2 separate regions of the Zea mays genome follow, and region 1 is linked to region 2. The links are chromatin contacts, called in public Hi-C maps. All regions are on one chromosome and are shown on one strand. Each heading gives the region's core, a stretch centred on a gene start, on an enhancer-like site or on the middle of the called end of the contact. The rest is flanking DNA. Distances are from core to core; before and after follow the strand shown. Region 1 holds the start of LOC100285694 (gibberellin 2-oxidase). Region 2 holds the start of LOC100502346 (E3 ubiquitin-protein ligase UPL6).

Evidence for each region. A called contact is a pair of places that touch in the nucleus more often than the background predicts.
Region 1: a Hi-C map of ear shows a contact between it and region 2, with 2.9 times the contacts expected there. The contact joins the promoter of LOC100285694 here to the promoter of LOC100502346 in region 2. A contact is called at or near these places in 2 of 25 Hi-C or Micro-C datasets (ear and tassel).

What each region holds. Positions count from the first base shown.
Region 1 is chr6:136,645,975-136,652,973 of Zm-B73-REFERENCE-NAM-5.0, reverse strand. LOC100285694 (gibberellin 2-oxidase) reads left to right here and starts at 1,314. Exons shown (of 3, transcript NM_001158585.2): 1 at 1,314-1,831; 2 at 5,171-5,594; 3 at 5,914-6,405. The coding sequence starts at 1,428. The coding sequence ends at 6,186.
Region 2 is chr6:136,361,648-136,368,846 of Zm-B73-REFERENCE-NAM-5.0, reverse strand. It overlaps LOC100502346 (E3 ubiquitin-protein ligase UPL6), which reads left to right and starts at 3,690. Exons shown (of 27, transcript XM_020539156.2): 1 at 3,690-3,923; 2 at 4,025-4,202; 3 at 5,067-5,164; 4 at 5,244-5,371. The coding sequence starts at 4,044.

The DNA.
Region 1 (6,999 bases), core at 65-2,564, 290 kb before region 2:
AGATTTTGCTCTAGCATACGGAGTATTGTATCAATGAAAGACCTAACAGTCACCAACTACAACTCACATGATTGTCATGTCATGCTGACTACATTCCTGCCTATTGCCATCAGGGCAATGAATCCTTTGTTCTTAAAGATGGAAATCATACGGTTGTGCTACTTTTTCAACAGGATTCCACAAAAGATAATTGATCGTGATGGGTTGACATCTCTTCAGGAATTCACAGTGGGGACAATATCACAGTTTTAGATGTGTTTTTCTCCATCATTCTTTGATATTATGTTGCACCTTGTGGTGCACTTGGTGCCACAGATGGAGGCACTGGGTCCCATATACTTGCATGAAATGTAGACGTATGAGCGTTTCATGTTAATAATGAATGGCTATGTATCAGCTCGTGCTCGTCCTGAGGCATCAATGATAGAGGGGTACTGTACCGAAGAGGCCATTGAGTCCAGAGGTCCATTCTGCAATAGTATCCTAAAAGATCAGGTTGCAAAATGCAATAAGTTTGCCTCCGTCACGACACGAGGGTAAACTGTATGGAAGTGGGTGGATGAGACATAAATCTTTCATCCCACCGGATTACAATACAGTACTTGAGGCACATCACAACATCATACATCAGCTAGCGATAATGGAGTCATTTATGCAACAACACATCAGTGAGCTTCGCGAGCAAAATCATAGGCATAAGGATGATTGGGTAATGAATCAACACAAGCAGTGGTTCAACACATGACTAATGGTGAAAAACATTCCACATGGAGAAACAATAGAAGAACAAACCATCAAGGAGTTGACATCTAGACCTTCACATCAGGTCACGACATGGCAAACCCATGTCATTAGTGGATTCACATTTCGCATCAAAATTGAGATGATTTAGATTTGTTAGAAGCTGCCATACAAGACTTAAGGAAATAATGATAAAATAAGTCTCGTGCCAATCTTATATTTTATAGTTTACAGTGAAGTTGTAGTTGGTGTATATCTCAGCACCTTATCATCTATCTTATCTTGATTTAGCACCTACTTTAGTAGTTAGAATGTGCTAAAACTTGGTTTATAAGTTTTTAGAATATGCTAAAACTTACTTGGTTTATAAGTTATATGTATCTAACCCTGCCATGTTTTATATGTTGTGGCTTATAAGAAATAAAAGATCTGTTCAAAAAGGTGTCACTAACACGTATAAGGACACCGCTACTCTCCCCTCAGCTGGCTCCCAGCCCACTATACAGTATATACACACATCATCCCACTCCTTATCGCTATATATAGCAGTGTTGTGTGTCCATCTCTCTGCTACATTGCACCGCATCGTCTAAGCTCGCCTGCCCTTTACAGCAGCTTACTACTACAAAGACGACAACACAGCGCGCGCGCGCCAAGCTGAGCTCAGCTCGTCACGACACGCCAGCATGGTGGTGCCTTCCACGACGCCGGTGGTGCGCCAAGAAACGCCACCGCCGTCCCACGACGGCATAGGCATACCGACGGTGGACCTGTCGGCGCCGGGCGGCCGCGGCGCGCTGTCGCGGCAGGTGGCGCGCGCGTGCGCGCAGCACGGCTTCTTCCGGGCCGTGAACCACGGCGTGGCGCCAGGCCCCGCCGCACGGCTGGACGCCGCCGCCAGGACGTTCTTCGCGCTGGCGCCGCACAACAAGCAGCGCGCCGGCCCGCCCAGCCCACTCGGATACGGCTGCCGCAGCATCGGCTTCAACGGCGACGCCGGGGAGCTCGAGTACCTGCTGCTCCACGCCAACCCGGCCGCCGTCGCGCACAGGGCCAGATCCATCGACACTGATGACCCCTCGCGCTTCAGGTATAACAAATACACGGCTACTATACGTACTCTCACTACTCTCGTATGCAGTACACTACCACTTGACTATATATGTATCCATGCATGTGTACATCTTTGTGCAAAAATCACACATGTATTTAAATTGATGCATGCTGTACTTCTAGCTAATAAGATTTTAGCGACAAGCATATATATACACCCGTGAAATGATTGCTGGCTAGTTAATGCGAAACCAATAAACCATGCACATTGTGTTGTTCTATTGCATTGTACCTAAAGTTTTCATCAGTATTATGTTGTTATTCCAACTTCGTAATAAAAAACAAGTATGCTACTGTTGGGGTGTGTTTGGCACGGGATTCCAGCTTCAACATGGAGCTACGGTGTGTATAATGTAAATTTAAACGGTTTTGAAAAAATAATCTAAATACAAAATAAAATGACTTATTTAAATATCTCTAAAAGTTTGCAACTTCAACTTCACGATTTTCTGAAGCTTTTAATGGCATGCTTCATCAACTTCACCAAATTTGTGAAGCTGAAACAGTCCCAAACAAGACCTATATATCTGTCGTCGCACACTCGAACGGTCTTGGTAAATTATGAGGTTTAATTAAACGGTATTTTAAAGTGGTGCCTTTATTTGTGTTGGTTTGTTCATTTTTAAGCTTAGCCGTGTTTTTTTTTTGCTTTGTTTTGTCTTTCCGTTGCTGAAAAGTTGAAGGACGAAACTAATCAAAATTCATGACTAAAGGTAAAAATGAGGAAATAGAGATTTTGGCGAAAGGAACCAATAAAGGTTTTGTGAGGTGTGTTAGTGTTGATGGCTACCTGCAGGTGTCAAGCTCCTCGGCACTGTGCCTGCAGTGCTCCTTAATTAACCAACAGCCTATGCTGATGATAGTGTGATAGATGATGTGGTTTGCATATCATAGTCCTACACCTGTCGGAATGTCTCCCGCTTGATGCTAAGCTCTCAGCAGCTAGCAGATGAGTAGGTTTATTTTTGCAAGGTTCTCCTAGCTTTTGTGTGTATGGAAGGTGATGCAAGCATTTGATATATACTAACCTTTTGCTGAATATTATAGTTAAGGACTTAAGGTCGACATGATGTGTACATGCATGCATGTTTGGTATAGTTTTGTTAATTCGTCCTTCTCATTTTAAAAGAGCACTTGGGGTGTCAATGTGTCATGTATGCACTCCTCTGGAATTTCCAACTGAGGCTGCTCCCCTTCTTGTTGCTTATCTCTAATTTTGGCTGTCCTGTACCAATTTCTGATATATATCCACATAATGTTAAAAAGGATTGCAAAAAATGTAGATTTTGTGAGGTGTTCCTTGAATTTTTTTAGTATATACAGATTTAATTAAGTCCAACATGAAGCATATAGTGTTGGACTTTCTAAGAAGGCATCCTTTGATAATTGATAGTGCGATTTTTTCCCTGACAGAAAAGAGAGTAAAGTTCGACAGCAATGTGGCCATTTGAAATCCAAACACATATTAATCTGAACAGTATAATGGATAAAAAAAGATAGTTTATTCAAGATTCTTACTCATAATTTTTCAACTTTACTAGTTTTTCTAGTAATTAATATGCTAGCTTTTATCCATGACTATGATAGCTTTAGGGGGATGTTCCTGTACAGTTCGTGGTAGAATTAGTACCCTTTGCTGTCATAGTCAGGAAGGCCCCCCATCAAATAAATTGCGCAAATGCATAACTACATGGTTTTCAAGACAATAATTATCGCAATAATGGCACAATTGATGCCACAATATGCAGGGCAATGATATGTTAGTTCCAACAATTCAAGAGCATACATGGTAGTAGCTAGTTTCTAAAGCAAAAGAAAAGGCACAAACTGATGGGACATAAGAAACTTGACAGCTCCGCAGAATGGTCTTGGACGATTTTCTGATGAAAGTTTGGTATAATTGCCTTGCCAAAAGAACATTCGAAAGGCTTGCAATCGGCTGCTATCATTTTGCATTGAAAAATGGCTTAAACATTTTGCTTGTGATAGGGAAGCCCTTGTCCATGCATGCTGGGAAAAACATTGAAATGCCTAACAGTTCTTTTTTTTGTGACCGAGTAAATTCTTAATAACAATTGACTGAACATAACAGATGAGATATCTTTAACACACCACACAGGCCACAGGCATGCAGTGGCCTAATTCAATAGAGTTGGCTGAGAGCAAATAAAATGAAAGGGACAAGAAAACCCTCCTCTCTCGCTCTAAGGTAGTTAGAAGACCATCTCGGTGTCAGGTCCCTCTCCAACAAACTATATATGTGTATTTTGCATGTCAATCAGTCTCACATATCTGCGGTGCAGTGGTCTTCAATTAATGGCCGTACCCAACCACCAATTGATGCGGCTAGCAACAGAACCCATGGCTATTGGATAGCTCTTACAGCTTTTTTTCAGCCAAGTACACTAAGTTCCATACAGAAAACGATGTTTTTAGATGGCCACACAGGATGTACATCACATACATGAACTTCGAAATGAACTCCCTTTGTTCTCTGTCAACTAGTCATGAATCATTAATATATTGCCAGTGTTCCAATACTCATAATGTAGCACCAAACTAATTAAGAAGTAGGAGGTTGTTCATTGCCTTGATCACATTAATATAATTGTAAAATGCTTGGCAACAAGAACAAAAACAGAAATGGCATCAGAATCTTTGCAGTAGCCATTTTGCCATGGAACACACACACACACACAGGTATAGGTAACAGCAAGTAGGGTCCACAGAAGTACAAAAGCTTGATAGGAAATAAAATGCTCCCCAGGGCCCCCTAAAGAGCATATCCATGCTATCCATATAAAGCCAAGCAATTGAAAAGGAGGCACACATGCAACGGGTCCTCTTTATGGCAAGATGAATGAGATGTCCCGGAGGAGGGAGGTGGGAGTGGCAGCAGGGGCAGTGATGAGTGATTCCAAACACTGATGGGTCTATCCATGGAGCAGTGGAAAGAGCATGCCCAATCCTGTCGAGAGAAACCCATTTGCCCGCTGGAAAATCGGTGACACCAAGCTATCCATGCATGCATCACAAGAACCTATAGCATGTGACTGGATTCTGCTTCTGCTGCATAGCCCAGCAGATGCATCAAGCAGCTACCGTCTTTTCAATGCTGCAGCTTTTGAGTTATGCTGCATATTCATATATACGTCAATCAGTCAAAACCTTCTCATCTTTCTTCTGTCTCCTTTTTTTCTCTGTCATGGGCTCATGGCACACATCCAACTGGTCTTCGTGATAAATCCATTCTTTTGATCCAATTGGTCTTCTCACATGCTGATGCTTTTTTTTTTTTCCTTCACTGTTGCTGCAGCAATGTGGTGAACGAGTATGTGGGAGCGATGAGGCAGCTCGCATGTGAGATCCTGGACCTGCTCGGAGAGGGGCTAGGGCTCAAGGACCCCAGATCCTTCAGCAGGCTCATCGCTGACACAGACAGCGACTCACTCCTGCGGATAAACCACTACCCTCCACCATGCGCCATTCACAAGCTTGACCACGACAGTCAGTGCAGGATGAAGAACAGTTTCAGGATCGTGGCAGGCAATGGCGCGAACCAGTCGGCAGGTGCACGGATCGGATTCGGGGAGCACTCAGACCCGCAGATCCTTAGCTTGCTCCGATCAAACGATGTTGACGGCCTTCAGGTGCTTCTGAACAGCGACGGCAGAGAGGTGTGGGTTCAGGTGCCAGCCGATCCATCAGCGTTCTTTGTCAATGTTGGTGATCTCCTCCAGGTAAAATAAACAGGCACTGCGGCTAGTAGATTAGGTAAATGAGAATTGCTTCTATATATGAGCTACCAACGACTGTGTCTTCTAAACAGACAACCAGGTTAATTAGCAATTGCTCCTTTTTTTGTGAAAAGATGGGTCAGCACTGATGTTTTTTGGACAGCATATGCACCAAGTACATCGTACCAACTGACAAGGATTTCTGTTTTTGTCTTGTTAGTTGTTACCACATCTGAATCTAACAACATTAATCCATTCCATGGTGCAACAATATAATGTAATATCATGTCTCTTTTCCTTTTTCTTGTATGTATGTTCCCAGGCCTTCACAAATGGGAAGGTGATAAGCGTCCGGCACAGGGTAATTGCAAGCTCGAGCAGGGCGAGGCTGTCAACGATCTACTTCGCTGCGCCGCCACTGCATGCACGAATTTTGGCCCTCCCAGAGACAGTCACAGCCAACTCACCCAGGCAGTACCGGCCCTTCACCTGGGCCGAGTACAAGAAGACAATGTACTCCCTCCGCCTCAGCCACAGCCGCCTCAACCTCTTCCACATCGGCCATGATGACCACGGCAAAGGAGAACAAGAATAGGGAGAAAGTGGCTGAACTGCAGGCAGAGAGTTTATGTTGGAGGCTTAGGTAGGTAGAATTGTCCCCAAAATTTTGGCTCTCTGGCCTCCACAGCCAGATAATGTCTAGCAGTATGCTGGTTCTGCCAAGTGCCAATGGGTAATAGTATTTAGCATTGTACACAAGTCCTTGTTGTATGGAACTGATGTACTATTGCCTGTTTTAGCAGTTTGTTGTCTCCACCTAACTTTTATTTACTCTCCCCCCCCCCTTTCTAGAGTTGCCTTTGCTTAAAGAAACCTCTTCCTTGCACAAAAGTGAGACCTAACAAGGACTCCCTGCTGACAATTTTGATACATCATCCATTTTTATGGAATCTAAAATTGAAGCCTAAAAGGACTTCAAATGTCACATATACTATAAAAATAGGTCAAGGAAGTGATAGAATGTTCAATTAATTAATTCTGCAAACCCATCACATCACAAAACAATTCCCCACTGTTTATCACCTTCACTGCTAGTTCAGAAACTCAAATTCCCTTGGGATCAATGTCTTTTTCTAGGGTGAGCGATTAATGGGATATCATTTAAGTAAGATATTTAGTTTTTTAGCTCTCCTTACTTCCAAACTAGTCCTCATAATGCAAATATTGTATCATTATATCTATGTGAATAATAAGTATATTTTCTCTCAAATATGCAGGAGAGTTATGTGTCATTATATTAATAAGAAAAGAAAAACTAATCGACTCTATAACAAAATCGACTCACTCATGCCTCACAATTTGCCGAGAAATACACACGCCCATAAACAACCCGACCCACAACCTAGGG
Region 2 (7,199 bases), core at 2,441-4,940:
ACCCCCCCTTTTCGCCCAGACCAACGGGCAGAAGGGGCGGGCAGCCATGCAGGCGGCATGCAAACGCGCCAGATGGACGCGCTTCTCCGACTTCTGACACGCCAGCTTGGGAACCCAGGCCCACGCGTCGAGCAACCGGTGCGTCAGTTGCTGCATGCAAGCAACCGCACCGCCACTTGTGCCACCATCACGCCTCTTCGGTTGCGGAGCCTATGCCGCGACTCGAGGCGACCCAACAGCGCCAGCCTGGCGCGTCGGTCAAAGCGACCGAAAGTGGGCCGGCAGTAATAGCGGTGGCAGGCGGGCGGGCGCAGCGGTCACGTCGTCAGCCAGGCTCACGTCCCATCCTGAGACAGCAAGAGAGCCTCCTCTCACGGCGTGGAGACGGTGCACCCGTGACCCGTTCCTCGAACTGATCGCACGCGCGCAACGGCCGCCTCGCCAACCACTCGCCCCGTCGCATTAACTCCGCGGCGGGACACGCGGCGCCTCTGGCAGGAGGAGCGCGCGACGCTTCACCTTCGCCGAAATAACCGCGTCAGAAAAGGTACGCCACGTCGTCCGATTTCGTATCCTTTTCCGTTTTCCTCTTTCTCTATCTCTTGCAACAGGGACCGGGAAAGGGGGATACCCCGAAAGGGATCCTTCTCCGCGAAGGAACCGGGCTCCGAGCCCCCCATTACTGATCAGGGGTTCGAAGGCTAGCCCTCCGAAGGGTTCAACAGTCGCCTCAGATCGCGTGGGCCCGACACCCACTACTGGTCAGGGGTTCGAAGGCCAGCCCCCCGAAGGGCTCCATGGCCGCCTCAGGCTACTCGGGCTCCGCGCCCATTACTGATCAGGGGTTCGAAGGCTGGCCCCCGAAGGGTTCACAGTCGCCTCAGACACCGAGCGAGGGATGACCAGGGGTACGTTCGATACATAACCAAGGCTCGGGCTGCGCTCCCGAGGTACCCTAGGACATTTCCGAGACCAGCGGGAACGATCTTGTAACGGAATCCCATCGGAGGGAGGCATCGAGCCCTCGGACCCCGTCGCCAGAGGACCGGGTCCGGCAAATCACCCGCAGGTACTTTTGGGCGTGCCTCTGGGCCCCTAGCCGACCCCCAACGAACGGGGCACGAACGTCCACTCGGATTACCCGCTTGCAGCTCACCGGAGACACCATGTTCGGTGCCCATCGAGGGTAACATGCCGCACTCCCCCCCTCCTCCTTGCGGAAAGGCGACGTAGGGGCGTATGTAAAAAGTCGAGTCTGTCCCTGATCGTCCTCTCGCCCTGTGCAGAGGCTCGGGGGCTGCTCTCGCAAAAACCGGCTCCGGCCAAATCGTTGACAGCGTCAACATACCAGCCCGAGAGCTTGGGCCCCGACCGTGCACCCGGGCTACGGCCAGTTCGCATGAGGGAACGACCAGACCAGCCGAAGCGTTAAGCGAAGTATTAAGACCTCGAAGGAGTGTAACCACTCCTCCGAGGCCTCGGGGGCTACACCCGGCGGGTGCGCTCGCGCGCACCCACCGGAACGAAATGCAACCGAGAAAGGCTGGTCCCCTTGCAAAAAAGTGCGACAAAAGCCTCCAAGCGAGTGCTAACACTCCCTTCGAGGCTCGAGGGCTACTGTCGGGGACCATAATTAGGGGTACCCTCAAGACGCCTAATTCTCAGCTGGTAACCCCCATCAGCATAAAGCTGCAAAGGCCTGATGGGTACGATTAAGTCAGGGATCAGTCCACACGAGTGACTCGATCACGCTTCACCCGAGCCTAGCCTCGGCCAAAGGCAGCCGACCTCGAGAGACTTGCGTCTCGCCCGAGGCCCCCTTTTTATGGCGGACACATCACCGGCTTGCCCGAGGCCTTGACTTCGCTCAGAAGCAACCTTGACTAAATCGCCGCACCGACTGACCAAATTGCAGGGGCATTTAACGCAAAGGTGGTCTGACACCTCTATCCTGACACGCGCCCCCGGCAGAGCCGAAGTGACCGCCGTCACTCCACTGCTCCACTGGCCAGTCTGACAGAAGGACTGCGCCGCCTGCGCCACTCCGACTGCAGTGCCACTCGACAGAGTGAGTCTGACAGGCAGTCAGGCCTTGCCAAAGGCGCCACGGCGAACTCCGCTCCGCCCGACCCCAGGGCTCGGACTCGGGCTAAGACCCGGAAGACGGCGAACTCCGCTCCGCCCGACCCCAGGGCTCGGACTCGGGCTAAGACCCGGAAGACGGCGAACTCCGCTCCGCCCGACCCCAGGGCTCGGACTCGGGCTAAGACCCGGAAGACGGCGAACTCCGCTCCGCCCGACCCCAGGGCTCGGACTCGGGCTAGCACCCGGAAGACGACGAAACTCCGCTTCGCCCGACCCCAGGGCTCGGACTCCGCCCTGGCCTCGGCCGAACGACTTCCGCCTCGCCCGACCCCTTGGCTCGGGCTCGGCCACGGCAACAAAAGGCAAACTCAACCTCGGCTTCGGAGGAACCCCCACGTCGCCCTGCCTAGGGCATAGACCGCCACGTCAACAGGAGGCGCCATCATCATCCTACCCCGAATCGACTCGGGTCACGGAGAACAAGACCGGCGTCTCATCCGGCCAGCTCCGCCGGAGGGGCAATGATGGCGCTCCGCAAGCTCTGTGACGACGGCGGCCCCCGGCTCTCTTACGGAAGCAGGACAACGTCAGCAGGGACTCGACCGCTCCAACAGCTGTCCCTCCATCAGGCTCCGCCGCACCTCCGACAGCCACGACATCACGCCAGCAGGGTGCCCAGATCTCTCCGGCTGCCACATTGGCATGTACCTAGGGCGCTAGCTCTCCCTCCGCTAGACACGTAGCACTCTGCTACATCCCCATTGTACACCTGGATCCTCTCCTTACGACTATAAAAGGAAGGACCAGGGCCTTCTCAGAGAAGGTTGGCCGCGCGGGACCGAGGACGGGACAGGCGCTCTCTTGGGGCCGCTCGCTTCCCTCACCCGCGTGGACGCTTGTAACCCCCCTACTGCAAGCGCACCTGACCTGGGCGCGGGACGAACACGAAGGCCGCGGGACTTACACCTCTCTCACGCTCGACTCCGGCCACCTCGCCTCTCCCCCCTTCGCGCTCGCCCACGCGCTCGACCCATCTGGGCTGGGGCACGCAGCACACTCACTCGTCGGCTTAGGGACCCCCCTGTCTCGAAACGCCGACACCCCCCTTGTAATAATTTCTATTTAGAATCATTAATCTGGGACACTTGTAATGCACATGATGTTTTCCTTATGTATTAATTCCTTAACTTGTAATGCACATGATGTTTTCCTTATGTATTAATTTCTTAACTTTTAAAGCACATGATGAAGGCTGGTTGTCGGTTAAATTCTCTTAAAGTTTGGTAAGCTTACATATTTTTGCTATAGATTTTTTGAATCAATTACAAGGTAATTCATTTAAAAATCGTAGTAACACATTGATAGTTGCAATGTAGGAGTGAAACAACTAAATTAAAATAACAAAATTTATGTATGGATATGATCACAAATATATTAAGAAACATTTTCTCATAACAGTATTATAGTACTATTTGTTTTCGTTGCAACGCACGGGCACTCACCTAATTATCATAATATGTTCATTCCGTACCAACGCACGAGTGTTGACCTAGTAAAAATTGACCTAGTAAAAATTGATTGCATAACGCCCACGTCATTGCCTACGCGCCGTGCGCAGTTGGGTGAGCACAGGGCAGGAGGGGCAATCACGTGAATTGAACCGTCTCCTTCGCCCCGTCTTCCAAATCCCAAAGCCTCGCCCCCCTGCCCCGCCCCCACCGTCTCGACTCTCGACTCCTCTTTCCCCTCCCCGAGCGTGCACGTCTCGTCATCGCCCTACTCGCTCGCCCCATCCCGGAGTCTCCCCGGCTCCCAAACCCTAGCGCCTCCCGGACCTCGTTACGATCCGACCGATCCAATTTCCCTTTTCTCCACACCATTTTTTGCTGGGTGATTCTTATTTCGGTGGTCGGTGGGGGGGCGTCGACGCGTGGTGCAGGCAGGTGAGGGAGGCGGCGATGTTCTTCTCCGGTGACCCATCGGCGCGGCGGCGGGTCGACCTCGGCGGGCGGAGCAGCAAGGAGCGGGACCGCAAGGTGCTGCTCGAGCAGACGCGCGAGGAGCGGCGCCGGCGCCAGGGCCTCCGCCTCCAGAACACCTCCGCCACGAAGATCCAGGTCTGTTGACGACTCGCTGCCCGTGGCGTGGCTCAGGGTAGGCGTTGGAGCAGTACGATCGTGCAGGGGTTTATCTACCTCCGCTCTCGGTAGTCTCATGGGCTCTGAAATCCAACTATGAGCCTTTTGGCGGTTGTGAATGCTCATGGCTCAGCTGGTTTTCTTTGGCTGAACCGCTGAAGACGGATTCCGTGTTAGGATATATCTTTAGGCTTCTCGGCATTAAAATGGACCGCTAACTTGGCTTCTTTTCCTTTTCCTCTTGTGTGGTGAGAGGATGAGTTAGCGTGTTCATGCTGTCTGTCCAGGCAAGTTATGGTAGCTCATGAAATCACATTTGAAGTTATTTTGGTCCATTTCTGCACATTAGGCCGGAACATGGGGAAACCAGACTGCCAGAGAAGTTCTGTCAGTTTCCTTTCGGGTTGTTGGGTCTGAGGCGAGTGGAGTGGGGTGCTTGTGCATGTATTCGGCTATCCCCTTTGTCATTGCTGGGTTTGATGAGGCGAGTGGAGTGGGATGTTTGTGCATGTATTCGGCTATCCGTTTTGTAGTTTCGTTTGTGTGGATTAACGGCTGGAATTTTTCTTGATTTTCATTTTTGTTTTTAACCTATAATGTAGGGAAAGACGCTGCAAGGTGGGGGAAGGTCCTCACCTTTGCTTTTGTCGGTTAGGTCAGGTGCAATGCCATGAGCTGGCAAGCTGCTTATTGCAGTTACTTCGTTTTGTTTGTCATGATAGACCTCCTCAGGATAGTGTAGGTTCTTGTGAGTGGAATTACCACTCTAGCATCCTTCATATTAGCTGACATACCCACACTTTAGTTCACAAAAAATGGAACTTGACTAATTATAAGCTGCAGAAATTCTTCAGAGGGAAGAAGGCTTTGGAATTGGCCCGCTCAGAGGTTCGGAAGAATTTTTGCTCAACTTTTGGGGAGCATTGCGAGAGGATAGAGTGGTAATCATTACCTAACCTTAAAGATACATCATACCCCTTCCATTGTCAAGCTCTCAGATTACTTTTGCTACTGAACCAGGAACATCTTTGGCACTAATTCTGACTTTCTTCGGCAATTACTGTTCTTCTTCAATGCAAATGAAGACAATGACATAGCTATACTTTGTCATGTCTGCAATTTGCTGCTGCAATATGTTAAACAAGGCGGTAAGTGTCATAATATTATTTAACGATGCTCCTTTTCCTTTTGTTGTTGTATGCATAAATTTTGTTGCTGAGCTTAGGTTGTTCCTTGCCAAAATTGAAATCTTGGAGCTGCATCTTGTTTGTATAATGTAAAATAACGAATTGTAAGGACATAAAGTATCAAACAAGTTACTATTGAAGTACTCCCTCCTGTATTGATTTAATTGACGTTTTGGACATAATCTCGTAGACCAAAGAGCCATTAATTAGAAGTCTACTTTCCTATCATACCCCTAATAAATAAGATTTTGTACTATCTAGACATAAATACGTTTTCCTTCGAGTGGTTAGTGAAACTGGTTTTGATGTCTATGACCTCAGTTCGAATCCCACTTACAGCAAACCATAGATGTGTTTTTAATTTTATGCATGGTGGCGCGTCGAATCCCACTCACAGGAAACCAAAAATGCTTTCTTTATTTTTATTTTATGCATGGTGGTGTTTGTACGGTGGCACGTATTTATGTTTTATGCATAGTGGCACGTATTTATGTTTTTATGCATGGTGGCACGTTTTGATTTGTCTAGCACACGGGTGACACTTTGGATGGTGCATGTGTCTGCTTGTTCTTAGGATGTAATGATCAATTAATGAGGGTATTTTAGTCCCAAATGAGAGAAAAAACTCAGGACGTCAATCTTTTAGATTCCTAGCTCTACACGTCAGAACGTCAATTAAATCACTACCGGAGGGAGTAGTATTGTAATATAAAGACCAGGAAAGGAAAAAGAGAATAAAGGCATTCAGATGTGTGCGATAGTTCTGATTTTGATGTACTCATGAGATATCTTGAAAGACTAGAAGAGGATACATCTCAAGTGAGGTCGATTTTCCGGATCAGATGGTACGTTGAAGGTTAATTTGGAAGAGGAATTTGCTCCCTTGCACTGCTGTGGGTTAATTTTCAATCAAACCTTGATAGCAAATATGATGTCTGTTTAGATTTTACTCCCTCCGTTCAGGGATTTAGAGGCGCACTAGGTCTGGAAAAAGCTTCTGAGATTCACAGACGTCCAAGTTGCTGCATGCCCTTTTGTTGTCGTTCACATCAAGTCTTCCCGTGTGGGAGTTACTGTGACGCGCGGGCATGGGAGTCGCAGAAGAGCTCAGGCACAGGTCTTTTGGGGGAGCATATGCATATGGCCATGCGGGTAGCTGGAACATGCGGCATGTGGGTCATGCAGCCTGGGCGTTCCAGGGGAGCATATGCATGTGGCCATATGGGGAGTTGGAATGTGCGGCACACAATTTGGAAAATGAAGGGTTTATCAGCGTTTGAAGCTGGTGAATTAAGGATAGCTAATTTGTCCCTGCCTCCCTGGTCTTGACGAAAATTGCTTGTGCGCCTGCAAATCCCAGATGAAGTATTATCCAACACTTTTTTTTGAAAGCGCAGGAGAACTGCGCATCATTATATTAAGAAGGAAAAAAGGAAAGCCTAAGAAGTCCAGACATGATACAAAGGATCGCCACCTTACGGCGGCCAGACACTCGTACTTAACAAAAAATATTACGCTCTTCCCCCTTTCACCTCATATGTGGACTCAATAGACATTGACTATATGTAAATATCATAGACATGAGTTAATTTTATTAATTATTTTATCCCTATTTGATTATTTACTCTGTCATGAACTTACAACCTCATTCCGAACAATATTTATGTCGGCGTTTCGAGACAGGGGGGTCCCTAAGCCGACGAGTGAGTGTGCTGCGTGCCCCAGCCCAGATGGGTCGAGCGCGTGGGCGAGCGCGAAGGGGGGAGAGGCGAGGCGGCCGGAGCCGAGC